Regions from separate parts of the Rattus norvegicus genome. Here region 2 is linked to region 1. The links are chromatin contacts, called in public Hi-C maps. All regions are on one chromosome and are shown on one strand. Each heading gives the region's core, a stretch centred on a gene start, on an enhancer-like site or on the middle of the called end of the contact. The rest is flanking DNA. Distances are from core to core; before and after follow the strand shown.

Region 1 (5,334 bases), core at 155-2,654:
GCCATAACTGGGGCCAAGTGGTACCAGTGTGCAGGCACAGTACTGGGCTATGTTTGGTACAAGACTAACTGCCTCCCACACTGCTCAGGAATCTGTCTCTGGTATGGGCTCTAGAATGACCAGAGGCCTCTTACCATGTTTCTTGCCTCCCTTCCATTCTCCTTCATAGCGGAAGAAAGAATTTGGGTATACATATACGCCATAGCCTGTGTACAGAAAAGAAGGTGAACATCATGATGTTTTGACATCAGTAGACACAGAGATGAGGCATTTCAGGGTCTGGAGTAGTCTTCAGGTCACTTCTCATCAATCTTTTTAACGTGACAGGATGCTTCACCTTGGTTAATCGATCAAGATGTATGCTCCCTCTCCTTCCCTTCGGTTTTGCTACATGGATAAGTAGCGAGGAAAAGTCAGGCTTGGCCAGAAGAGGGCTAGGACCAAAGCTGATTGTAGGCTTTTAAGGGGAAGGATTCAAATGGAGGTGGTGAGGCCACAGAAGCAGTGAACAAGCTCACTTAGGATACAGCGAAGAGCCTACCCTGCCAAGACCTTCACCATCCTCCTGTCCCCACGGGACAAAAATCCACATTTACTCCTAAGAACTCCTAGCTAGCCTCATCTTTTATCATGTAGCTCTGAGACATCACACCCAACACCCATCTCTGTTCCTCATAAGCAACCCCACTGCTTCCTTGCCAGCAAGTCTCAGCCTGGAACGGGAAGACAGTGGCACTGCCGTGGACTCTGGCCTCATATCGACCTGTTTCTCCGGTTTTAGGACAATTTTCTATCAGACTGCATTGGGCGGGCCCGCAATCCCAGTTCTTGTGTGCTCACCCAGGCCAGTCTGACCTCGACTCTATCGGCCCCCCTGACACAGGGCCGCCTGGCCGTGAGACTGCAACCTGGACCACGCCTGTGGAGAACGCGAACGCAACCGAGCTCCAGCGGGGATACGCAGCCCGTACCGTTTCGCGGTCGCAGTCTCGGCGAGTGCCGGAGAGGTTGGAGCGAAGCCGGGTTCTGATCCTCAGCTGCCGCCATCTTGCCGCCAAAGTTTCCCTGGCAACCACAAAGCTGCCTGCCATTGGCCTCCGGTTGCTATGGGGCGTGGCCAGGTGACCATAATATTCAAAGCAAACGCGTCGTTTCCGGAGCCTGAGGACGGCAATGCGCCTGTGCAGTACGGCGCATTTCCGCCAACTCCATTCTTCCGCCGGGAAGCACTCCCGCCAACGGCCTCGGCGTCCATACCGGAAGCGGAAATGGTTGGAGCTTGGGCCCCGCCCCGCGGCCATCTTGGCGGCTGGAGGCGGCGCCGCGGGACGGAACGGAAGTGCCTGTGCAGCTTCCCGGATCCGGAGCCGAGCTCTGGCGGCCGCCCTGCCCGCCATCCTCCTTCCGCAGCCGTGAGGGAGACCGCGGCTCGGCTGCACCGGAGCTGCGAGGTGCTGGGGGTGGGCTGGTGGTGCGGACCTGGCCGGGCGGCACACCGCCGCCTTCCTCTGTACTGTCAAGGCCATGGGCGGGCGGGCAGGCGGGCGGGGCCAGGCAGCGCCTTTGATACTGGCGAGGGGTTGCCAGGGGCCGGCCGATATCCGAGAGGGGTACGCGAGGGGAATGCTAAACGCTGCCCCATCCGGCCGCGGCTCGCTCCCCCCAAACCCCCCGGGTCCTGGCTTCGGAAGAAGGTGGCCTGTTGTCGTCCTCACAGATCCGGGCGGCATGTGTTAGGTGTCCTACTGCTACCCCACTACCGTGTTCGGTTTCGGGGCACACGTGTAGGAATTAAGCCAGAGTGCGAAGACGTTACTGAATGGATTGAAGGGTTGCTGGTTAAATGGGTCTAGATTATACGGTGACAGTAAGGCAGTAAAATCCCCAGCCCTCTAGGCTGTACCTCCAGCCCCGTGCAGATACATTGTCTTCCTTAGCAGGGTTTCGGTGCAAGAGGGCTACCTACCTTCACATTGAGAACACCCGAGTGGCTTTTCTTTCCTGACTCTTAATAATAGATACTACCCAGGTGGTGGTGGTGCACGCCTTTACGTGAGGCAAAGGCTGTGAGTTTGAGGCCAGCCCGGTCTACAGAGCAAGTTCCAGGACAGCCCGGTCTACATGGAGGAACCCTGTCTGGGGGGGAAAAAAAAGGACTAGAGACTAGTTATATGTCTTGCAACTTTTTTTTTTTTGATGTGAGTTTTTTTTTAAACTCACAATATGTGGAAATCCCTCATAAGTGCTCAAAAGAGCATCAGGAAACCCATACTCTGTGCCTTAGATCCAGGTTGTGTGTTGGGGAACTGGTTGCAGTGGAGGTAGGATGTAAAGAAAGAACTGGGGAAAATCTGAGTTGATCATCCCCACTCCACCCACCCCCTAAAGGTGGGAGGGGCCAGAGAGGGAAGGACTCAGAGGGACAGGGTCTGGAAGGGTTGGCAGAAAGGGAACAACTCTTGAAGCATGCACATGCCATTCCTTGACCAGGAGGCAGTGACGGGCACCCTTACCCCCACCTCATATGCTGTGCAGAGAGCTTTCTCCTCTCTTCTGTATTCCTAATTTAGGAGTGATGGATTGCAGAAACTAACCAAATGATGGACTCCAGAACAAGGCATGGGGCACAAGCTCTGTGTGTAGTACTTGTGTCCCCCTTAGAACAGTTTTTCTCTTGCTTTTTTTGTGACGGAACATAGAGCAATTTCAGTAGGTATGTGGCAAGCACTGTAGGTGTGAGGCCCACCCTAAAACCAGACAAGGTCCCTCAAGAAGGAGCTTGCATTCTTGTGAGAGGGAATTGAGAGATTACTAGAAAGGGATTGGAAAACAGTTGTTACAGGAAGTAGAAACAGCAGTGATGTGACGTGGAATTGGTGGTCATTGTGGACAGCATGAAGGGCCTCTTTGACCTTTAGTCTGAGTGGAGAGAAGAGAATTGCAGTTGGAACAGCTGGTATGAGGGCTGCCCTAATCCAGGAACGAGTCTGAGACATTCAGGACTGGCACTTGTTCTACCACAGGCTGCCACTAGGTCTTCATAAGAGCCCTTTGAGGAAGGCAGTGAGGCGCTCATCCCATATTCCAGGTCCAAGCCCAAGGCTGTCCCAGATCACACTGCTCGGAAGTGCAGTGCTGGGATTTGAAGCAGGCAGTGGGACTCCAAAGTTCACATTCTTAATCTCACTGTGCTGCCTCTCAGGTTGTTATTGGCAAGGAGTTTAATCAAGATGTAGAGCAGTGTTGTCTGATAACCAGAACTCGACTAATAGGTTTGTCTGATAATCAGAACTCGACTAATATGTTTTTGGTAGGTTTTCTACACATCATCTGAACCAGAGTTTTAAACAGTTAGCTCAGCTTAGCATACATTCTTTAAAGGAGTAGCTCTGTCTTTTTTCTTTAAAATGGCCTCCCTGTGTAGATAGGTTGGTCTGGAACTCACTATATAGACAGACTGACCTCAACTCTCTGCCTCTGCCTCTGCCTCCTAAACTGGATTTAAAGGTGCGTGCTACCAGGCCTAGTATTTTCTTTTTAATATTATGTCTCAGTTTAAGCAAAAGTGTTTTAGTGGTAAACACTGTAAAGTAAGGGAGCATTTTCATATACCATAGGGTATTGAATGTGACTAACATAGCTTTCTATAAGCGGGGCTTTGGCCGAAGTGGAATGGCCATTCTAGGTAGTACATTGTAATGTGGTCTCTATTTAAATGTGGAATCCCCCAGAAAGGGAGAGCCACATCTAGGTTCTTCAGTTAAATGTGTGCATTTAGTTTATGCACACACCTGAGAACAAAGGGTGTTCCCAGTCTCTTGGGCAGCTCTGAGCACCATACTCAGTGGGTCCAGGAAGTGGCAGCCCACTCACAACTCTTACTGCAGTCTTGACACACTGATCTCTGGGGCTGCTGAGAAGGCTGTCACACATTACCTGTTTGCCGTTGAAGTCACGCTATGTGGCCACTGACATCTGGTTCCGAAGGACTCCCTGAGGTTGACACGGGGTAGGCTGCAGATGTTGGACTTCTCGTCCTGCCACCCCACTGTAGCACTTGTGAGCCTGGTTTCTCATCCACTTTGGGAGCATTGAGACCAAGCTCAGGACTGTAGATTGAAGTCTGCCTGTATGTCCAGTCTTTAGAAGAGCATCATTTTGCACATGGTGAACCTGAGGGTGACTGTAGATAGAGAGGGTGTTGAAGGCCTCTCAGCTGTTGAGCACAGGTAGATTTAAGTCATACTGAACTATAGTTTGTTTCCCCTTTTCACCTCATGGGTAGCAGAGGGACGTGGGACAGGTGCTACTCATATGAAAGGACCAGACGATTCTCCCTTCCTGCTTTTCAAGTAGGACTGATGACAAAAACTCCATCACTTAGCAGTTTCCCTGAGTCTGTATCTGAGGAGCTGGATATCCAGCTGGGCCTGAGCTGCTTCCAGGCCCAGGGCTGCTGGGGGTGTGTCCTCTATGAAATCAAGGACAGTGATGGTTTTCTTGGCTGTCTTGGTTTTATAGTGAATTCCCACACTATAGTGGGATCCCAGCAGTGTTCGAAGTGGCCAGGGGTAGGTAGGGTTGCCTTCAACTGCCAGATAAGAAACAGGGTCACAGCTACATGCGCTATCTGCTAGGCCTGTTGATGGGGAGAGGGCCTGGCTCTGGGGTATAGACCCAGGCCCAGGGCAGAACGTGGAGAAGACTGGGTGTTTGGTGAAAATCCAAAGAAATGCTTTGGATGAAATGTCAGGTCTTGTCAGACTGGTCAGTAGAGGGGAACATTTTCATATCCCTGAATGTTTTTTATTTATTTTAAAAATATTTTGTATTTATCCCAGTTACAGAATGTCTGAAGGGGACAGTGTTGGAGACTCTGTCCATGGGAAGCCCTCAGTGGTGTACAGATTTTTCTCACGGCTTGGACAGGTGAGTAGATTTGTAGATCATTAGTAGAAATAATTGAAAGGGAAGCTGTGACTCCTGACAGATTTCTCCTGAAGGGTGAGTTTGCTGTTTCACAAAAGACGCTAACCTACAGCTTGCCCTGGGCAGAAGCTTTCGTTTTCAGGGTTTGGCTCCTTTCTTTGCCATGAGAGCCTGTACACATGTTCCAGAAAAAGGTCAGGTAGCAGGGTCTGGACAGTGGGGACTACTTGTTCCTGTTTCTGTTTTGCTGTTGCTACTTCTCCTCCTTTATAATACTAAAATCCTCATCTCAGTGGTGTAGGACAACAATGGTCCTTGATCTTCTCTTTCCACGCCTTTTCTTCAACCTGCCACCCACATTCTAGCAAACCTAGGCCTTCTTTTGCCCTCAGGTGTCTGTTGGGT
Region 2 (5,471 bases), core at 1,173-3,672, 160 kb before region 1:
TCAAATGGCTGCTTGAACAGCACCCAACGGATGGAGTGAGCCCCCTCTTCAATGGCCCTATCTTCCAAGAGTCTTTTCTTAGACACACCAAAGGACAGCACAGACAAAAGGCTGTCCCGGAACAAGAGCGGGAGCCCTGACATAATCAGGAATCTGATGGGCTCTTCGAGAATGAATTCCCCAAAAGGGCTTAAGCCCTCAGCTTCTGCCCCTGGGTCTCTTGATTGGTAAGAAGCACAGAGGTGTCAGCTTTACAAATCACTCACTGTCACATAAACAGGACCCCAGTTGGGTACAGTCATAACCTGACTCAAGGCAGCCCTGTCAACATCCCCCTTGTCTCAGCTATATAGGTATGAGTAGAGAGCTGTTGTCGAGGGGTGGGATTGGGGACCCTCCCAAATTCATAAAGGCTTGAATCTGATTTTTTTTTTTAAAAGCCACATTTTGGAGGTTAGAAAGATGGCTCAGTTAATGGTAACGTACCTTCTATGCAAACATTACCAATGTAAAAGGCTGTATACATTCGTGATACAGGTACTGGTGGCAGGACAGACAGGCGTATCCTGAGCCCACTGTGTAGCCCACCCTAGCACCTCTGTGTACAAACCCTCTGAACATGTACATATACTACACAAACAATAAATATGCACATTTTTTTTGAGACAGGATCTCTCTCTACATAGCACTGGCTGTTCCGGAATTCACTATGTAGACCAGGCTGGCCTGGAACTCAGACATCTGTCCCTCAAAGGCTGGGATTAAAAGCACATAAGCCTCCACTTCCAGCTCAGCACAATTTCTTTTGTAATCATCTGGAGGAGCCTGTTGGGCTCTGAACTAGGGTCCCACCTGCCTCATGTTCTGACAGCTATTTAATCAAGCCAACTCTGTGCTTGATTAACCAGGACTAGCAAGAAAGCTCAGCAAATAAAGGCTCAGCAAATCTGAGGACCTGAGTTCAACCCCTGGACTCACGTGATAGAAGGCCAGAACAGACTTCAAGAAGTTGTCTTCTGACCTCCACATGCATGCGTGCCAGGCACACATGTATGTAAATATTTATAATTTAAAAATTAGTTACATAAACAAAAGGCCTGAGCCCCACCAGGCACTCTCTTTGCCTCCTAAGCCAGTGGGCCTTACATCCAGCTAAGTCTTCAGCCTGAGGTCTGGGATGGGACACTCACTTCGGGTCAAATGCCTTCTGGCACAATGGGCAGTTCAGCAACACAAGTTGACTCTGCACACACTCCTGGGTGCTGGGAGTTTGACGGGAATCCAGTGCAGGGCATCCTTTCAGGGATGGAGCAGGTGACCCCGGAGAGCCTTCAGGACAACGTAACAGGCGGCAGGAGCTTCCAGAGCCACGAAGGGCAGGCGGAAAAGGCGTCCAGGAAAAAGTCTTGGATCCTACAGTGAAGACCTCAGGAGGCACAGTGGACTCTGGGTCAGGCAGAGATTCCTGAAAAGCAGTGCCCTTAAGGTCATAGCCACCAACACCATGACCTCCCCAGGGCCTGAGATCCCTCTCCGGAGTCATCCCGGCTTAGTGTTTTTGGACACACCTGGCTGGGAAAAGCAGGCAGCGGTGGTAATGGCTGACTGTTCGGGGTCCAATCCGTGTTCCCGCCCACGGTGCTGCGCAGCAGAGCAGCCCACGGCTCACTCTTACTTTCCTCCGAGAGAAACCAGGGGCGGCAGTTAGGGGGCCTGGGAATCATAAGAAGGGTCAGCCAGGGGATCCATGGTAGATGTCACGAAGGGTTGGTTCTACAGTGAGGGGCAACAAGGCTGGGGTGGGGAGCAAGCCCACAGTGGAGTAATGGAGGAGGAGGGAGCCCATAGTAAGGGGACAGGAATGAACCTCACGTTGAAGGGTAAACGAACTCTAGGAGGAAATGGAGCCTGGAGCTGCGAAAGGAGAGGCTAAATAGGCGACGGAAAGAGGGGTGGCGGAGGTGGCGATGGGGACTGCAGGGTTGGGGCGGAAGAAGCGACCGCGCCCGGAGAGAGGCGGAGCGTGGCTAGTAGCGCGATGCACGTGTGCGAGGAACCCCGCAGCTAGGCGGGAACGTCGCGGCGTCCCCACCGCCTTCCCAGGCTCCCACCTCCTTCCAAAGCCCCCAGGACCCCACCCCTCCGCTCTGTCCCGCCTCACCCGCCCCCTGCGGGCGGCCTGCGGCGGCTCAGCCTCCCCCGCAGCCTCCGCTCCTCCTCCATCCTTCTCCTAAGAGCGTCCGGCGGAAGTGAGACTTACAGCCAGACCCGCCCTCCGACCGGGACCCGCTCCGGAGGCTTCCAGAGCCCCCGCTCTCCGCTCTGCCAAGTGCCAGCTCCCTTTTGTGGCGCTGGAAATCTAAGGCGCCGAGATCCCAACCGTTGGGAACACGAGGCTGCCGCCTTGAGGGAGAGTCGCGACAGCGTGGAGCTGACCTCCAGTTTGCAGGGGTGCGAGATTGGACCCACCCGACCCTGTGCAGACCCTGGAGCCTGGGCTCCCATCTGTCAACACGTGCTGAGAACTGTCAGGCTTGCCCTGCTGATGGCACCTCCCAGTGGTACTAGACAATGCCCTGCCTCAGTTTCCAGTTCTTTGGCCTTTCTCAGGAGGGCCCCATGGACAGGGCCAGATTCCCAAGTCCAGTTTTGCCATCATCTTCCTCTTCTTCTTATAGAAGGAACTGGGTTTTTCTACCAAAGAGAGAGGCAATGAAACCTCAAAGCCCAGGGGATGAAGGCTCAGAGAGAAAATCCCCGGTTTCCTACCTAGCCAATAACCCGCCCTGCAATCCTGCAACCCATCACTTGGTGGCAGCAAAAGCCCAGGCACTTTGACAGACGCATTGGGATTCGCTAATAGCATTCTACTGCAAAGCCCCCAGGGGTCAGGGACGGTCCAAAAGCCTGTCCTGCAACCATCTGACTCCCTAACCCCTTTCCTGGCTCTTCCTCCAGTCAGAACTTTGCCTCTCATCTTTAGGTGAGATCACCCCTACTGTGAGTACTTCCAGGTTCCACAACCTGGAAATTGTGTCCAGGCCAGGGTCGGGGATGGATTCCGGACCGAGGTTGTCTTCTATCTCTGTAGGCTTGAAGAGGATCAGCAAGTTTAATCTCCTAAGGATCCGAGAGCAGATATCTGTGCGGTATGTGTCTGCTGCCCACAGAGGTGGGAAAAGATCTTGGATCTCCTAGAACTGTGGTTACAGTTGCGAGCTACCATGCGGATGCTGGGAAATGAACCTGGATCCTTTGCAAAGAGGAGCAAATGTTCTTAACTGGGGTTGGGGATTTAGCTCAGTGGTAGAGCGCTTGCCTAGCAAGTGCAAGGCCCTGGGTTCGGTCCCCAGCTCCGAAAAAAAAAAAAAAAAGAAAGAAAGAAAGGAAATGTTCTTAACCATTAAATCGTCGCTCCAGCCCCAATCCAACCATCTTTAGAACCTGAGGAGGTAGAAGCAGGGTAATGAGCAGCCCCAGCAGTGACCTTGTCCCAGCTGTCTGCGAAGTATTGCCAAGAAAGGCTTTAAAAGTTTAATTTGAACGGTGCTGGCACAGACCTTTCATCCCAGTGCTCAGGAGGCAGAGGCAGGAGGGTCTCTATGAGTTTGCTCTGTGGAGTGAGTTCCAGGATAACAGGGCTATGAAGAAAGATCCTGTCTCAAGACAAAACAAGGGGTTGGGGATTTAGCTCAGTGGTGGAGCGCTTGCCTAGTAAGCGCAAGACCCTGGGTTTGGTCCCCAGCTCTGAAAAAAAAACAAAAACAAAAACAAAAAAGCAAAAAGTTGAATTTGGACTGAGGAGATGTCTCAGTGGGCAAAGTGTCTGTGCAAGCATGAGGCCCTGAGGTCAGTTCTCAAAACCAACGTGAAACCATGCCGGACAGCACAAGTCTGGACTCCCAGGGTACTTTGAGATGAGCAGAGACAGGAACCAAAGAGGAGACTGCCTTAAACAATATGGAAAGTGAGGTTGTCTCCTGACCTCCACTATGGTGTGTATGCTCACACCACAGAGGAAGGAATTTTTAAAAAAATATTTATGGGGGTTGGAGATTTAGCTCAGTGGTAGAGCGCTTGCCTAGCAAGTGCAAGGCCCTGGGTTCGGTCCCCAGCTCTGAGAAAAAGAAAAAGAAAAAAAAAATATGTATGTAAGTGCTCTAGCTGCACCTACACCTGCATGCCAGAAGAGGGCATCAGATCCCAGTATAAATGGTTGTGAGCCACCATGTGATTGCTGGGAACTGGGACCACTAGAAGAGCAGTGAAGTGCTGTTAACCACTGAGCTATCTCTCCAGAATGTAAAGTTGAAGCCAGGTGGTGGTGTTGCCTTTAATTCCAGCACTCAGGAGGCAGAAGCATGTGGCTCAATGTGAGTTCAAGGCCAGCCTGGTTTACAAATCAAGTTCCAGGACAGCCAGGGTTACACAAAGAGAAACCCTGTCTTGAAAAACAAAATAAATTAAAAGAAAAAAATTTAAAAACCTAAGATTGAATACGGTGAAAGGATTTCACTCTCCTGGAGCTATCTGTTGTGGTGACAAGGAATTTACTGGAAAATACTTTCTGCTTGGGATTAACCCTTGCATTGCAGAAACAACTTTCCTTCTGAGCCAAGATTCACAGTTACAAAAGGATACTTCGGCCCTTTGGAGGAGACACACTGGTGATGCAGAAAGTGACCCAGTGTGGGAAGCAGTAAAGCTGCCTGCATCTGCCCACCCACACCCAGGTTGAGCCCACCTTTTTCTCTTTGGCCTTGTCCATCATTAGACCGTATTTTCTTGGAGGAAAAGCCTAAACTCCACCCTCCAAAGCTAGTCTCAGAAGTGCCGAGGGTCTGCCGGCCGGGTTGGTGTCTCAGCAAGCTATTTTCTCAAGGTGGTATTAACAGAATCCTGACTTTCTCACTAGCAAAGCTGGTCACCAGATTGATCTCTGCCGTCAACAGGGGCTGGTAAGCTGGTGGACTAGGTGAACCCGTCCATCAGAACCCCAGTTGGAAGCTGCTGGGGTCATCCAAGTCCTGCTTGACTTCCAACATTCTCCTTGCCTTCTTGGGAACCGGGTTTACCATTAATTTACTGGACAAATGGGTCATGACAGTGACAGCACCTGTCGGTGTCCAAGTCCAGAAAGGACACAGGTTAGGGTTAGCTTTCGAGTGAAACCTGTAGAGGCCAGCATGCCCGGGGACATACTCTAGCCATGCCACTCAGATCTCCCCACACTTACTGTGAGGTAGAACAGCGTGGCATCTACGCAGGGCACCCCAGCCATACTCACTGACTGCGTGAGGGTGTCCAAGAGGCCTGAGCTGCCTCTCTGCCTGCGTGGCCTTCTGACAACGGGCTGCATTCCCCACACCTGCTGGCCTGTGTGTGCCAAGCAGGCAAGGCTGCCTGGATCCAGGCACGGCGGCATTTATGGGGTGTGGGAGTGCCAGGCAGACAGGCTGTATGAGACAGTT

What was found. A called contact is a pair of places that touch in the nucleus more often than the background predicts.
Region 2: a contact with region 1 is called in a Hi-C map of liver, with 4 times the contacts expected there. The contact joins the promoter of Faap20 here to the promoter of Rer1 in region 1. A contact is called at or near these places in 12 of 12 Hi-C or Micro-C datasets (the A7r5 cell line, the Rat2 cell line, Schwann cells and 7 more) and 1 of 1 datasets of contacts at active chromatin or transcription factors (oligodendrocytes).

The regions. Positions count from the first base shown.
Region 1 is chr5:170,925,050-170,930,383 of GRCr8, reverse strand. It overlaps Rer1 (retention in endoplasmic reticulum sorting receptor 1), which reads left to right and starts at 1,404. Exons shown (of 7, transcript NM_001039012.1): 1 at 1,404-1,451; 2 at 4,842-4,929. The coding sequence starts at 4,849. It overlaps Morn1 (MORN repeat containing 1), which reads right to left and starts at 1,051. Exons shown (of 14, transcript NM_001005544.1): 1 at 972-1,051; 2 at 135-206. The coding sequence starts at 1,047.
Region 2 is chr5:171,087,916-171,093,386 of GRCr8, reverse strand. It overlaps Faap20 (FA core complex associated protein 20), which reads right to left and starts at 2,422. Exons shown (of 4, transcript NM_001108698.1): 1 at 2,162-2,422; 2 at 1,569-1,713; 3 at 1,191-1,465. The coding sequence starts at 2,223.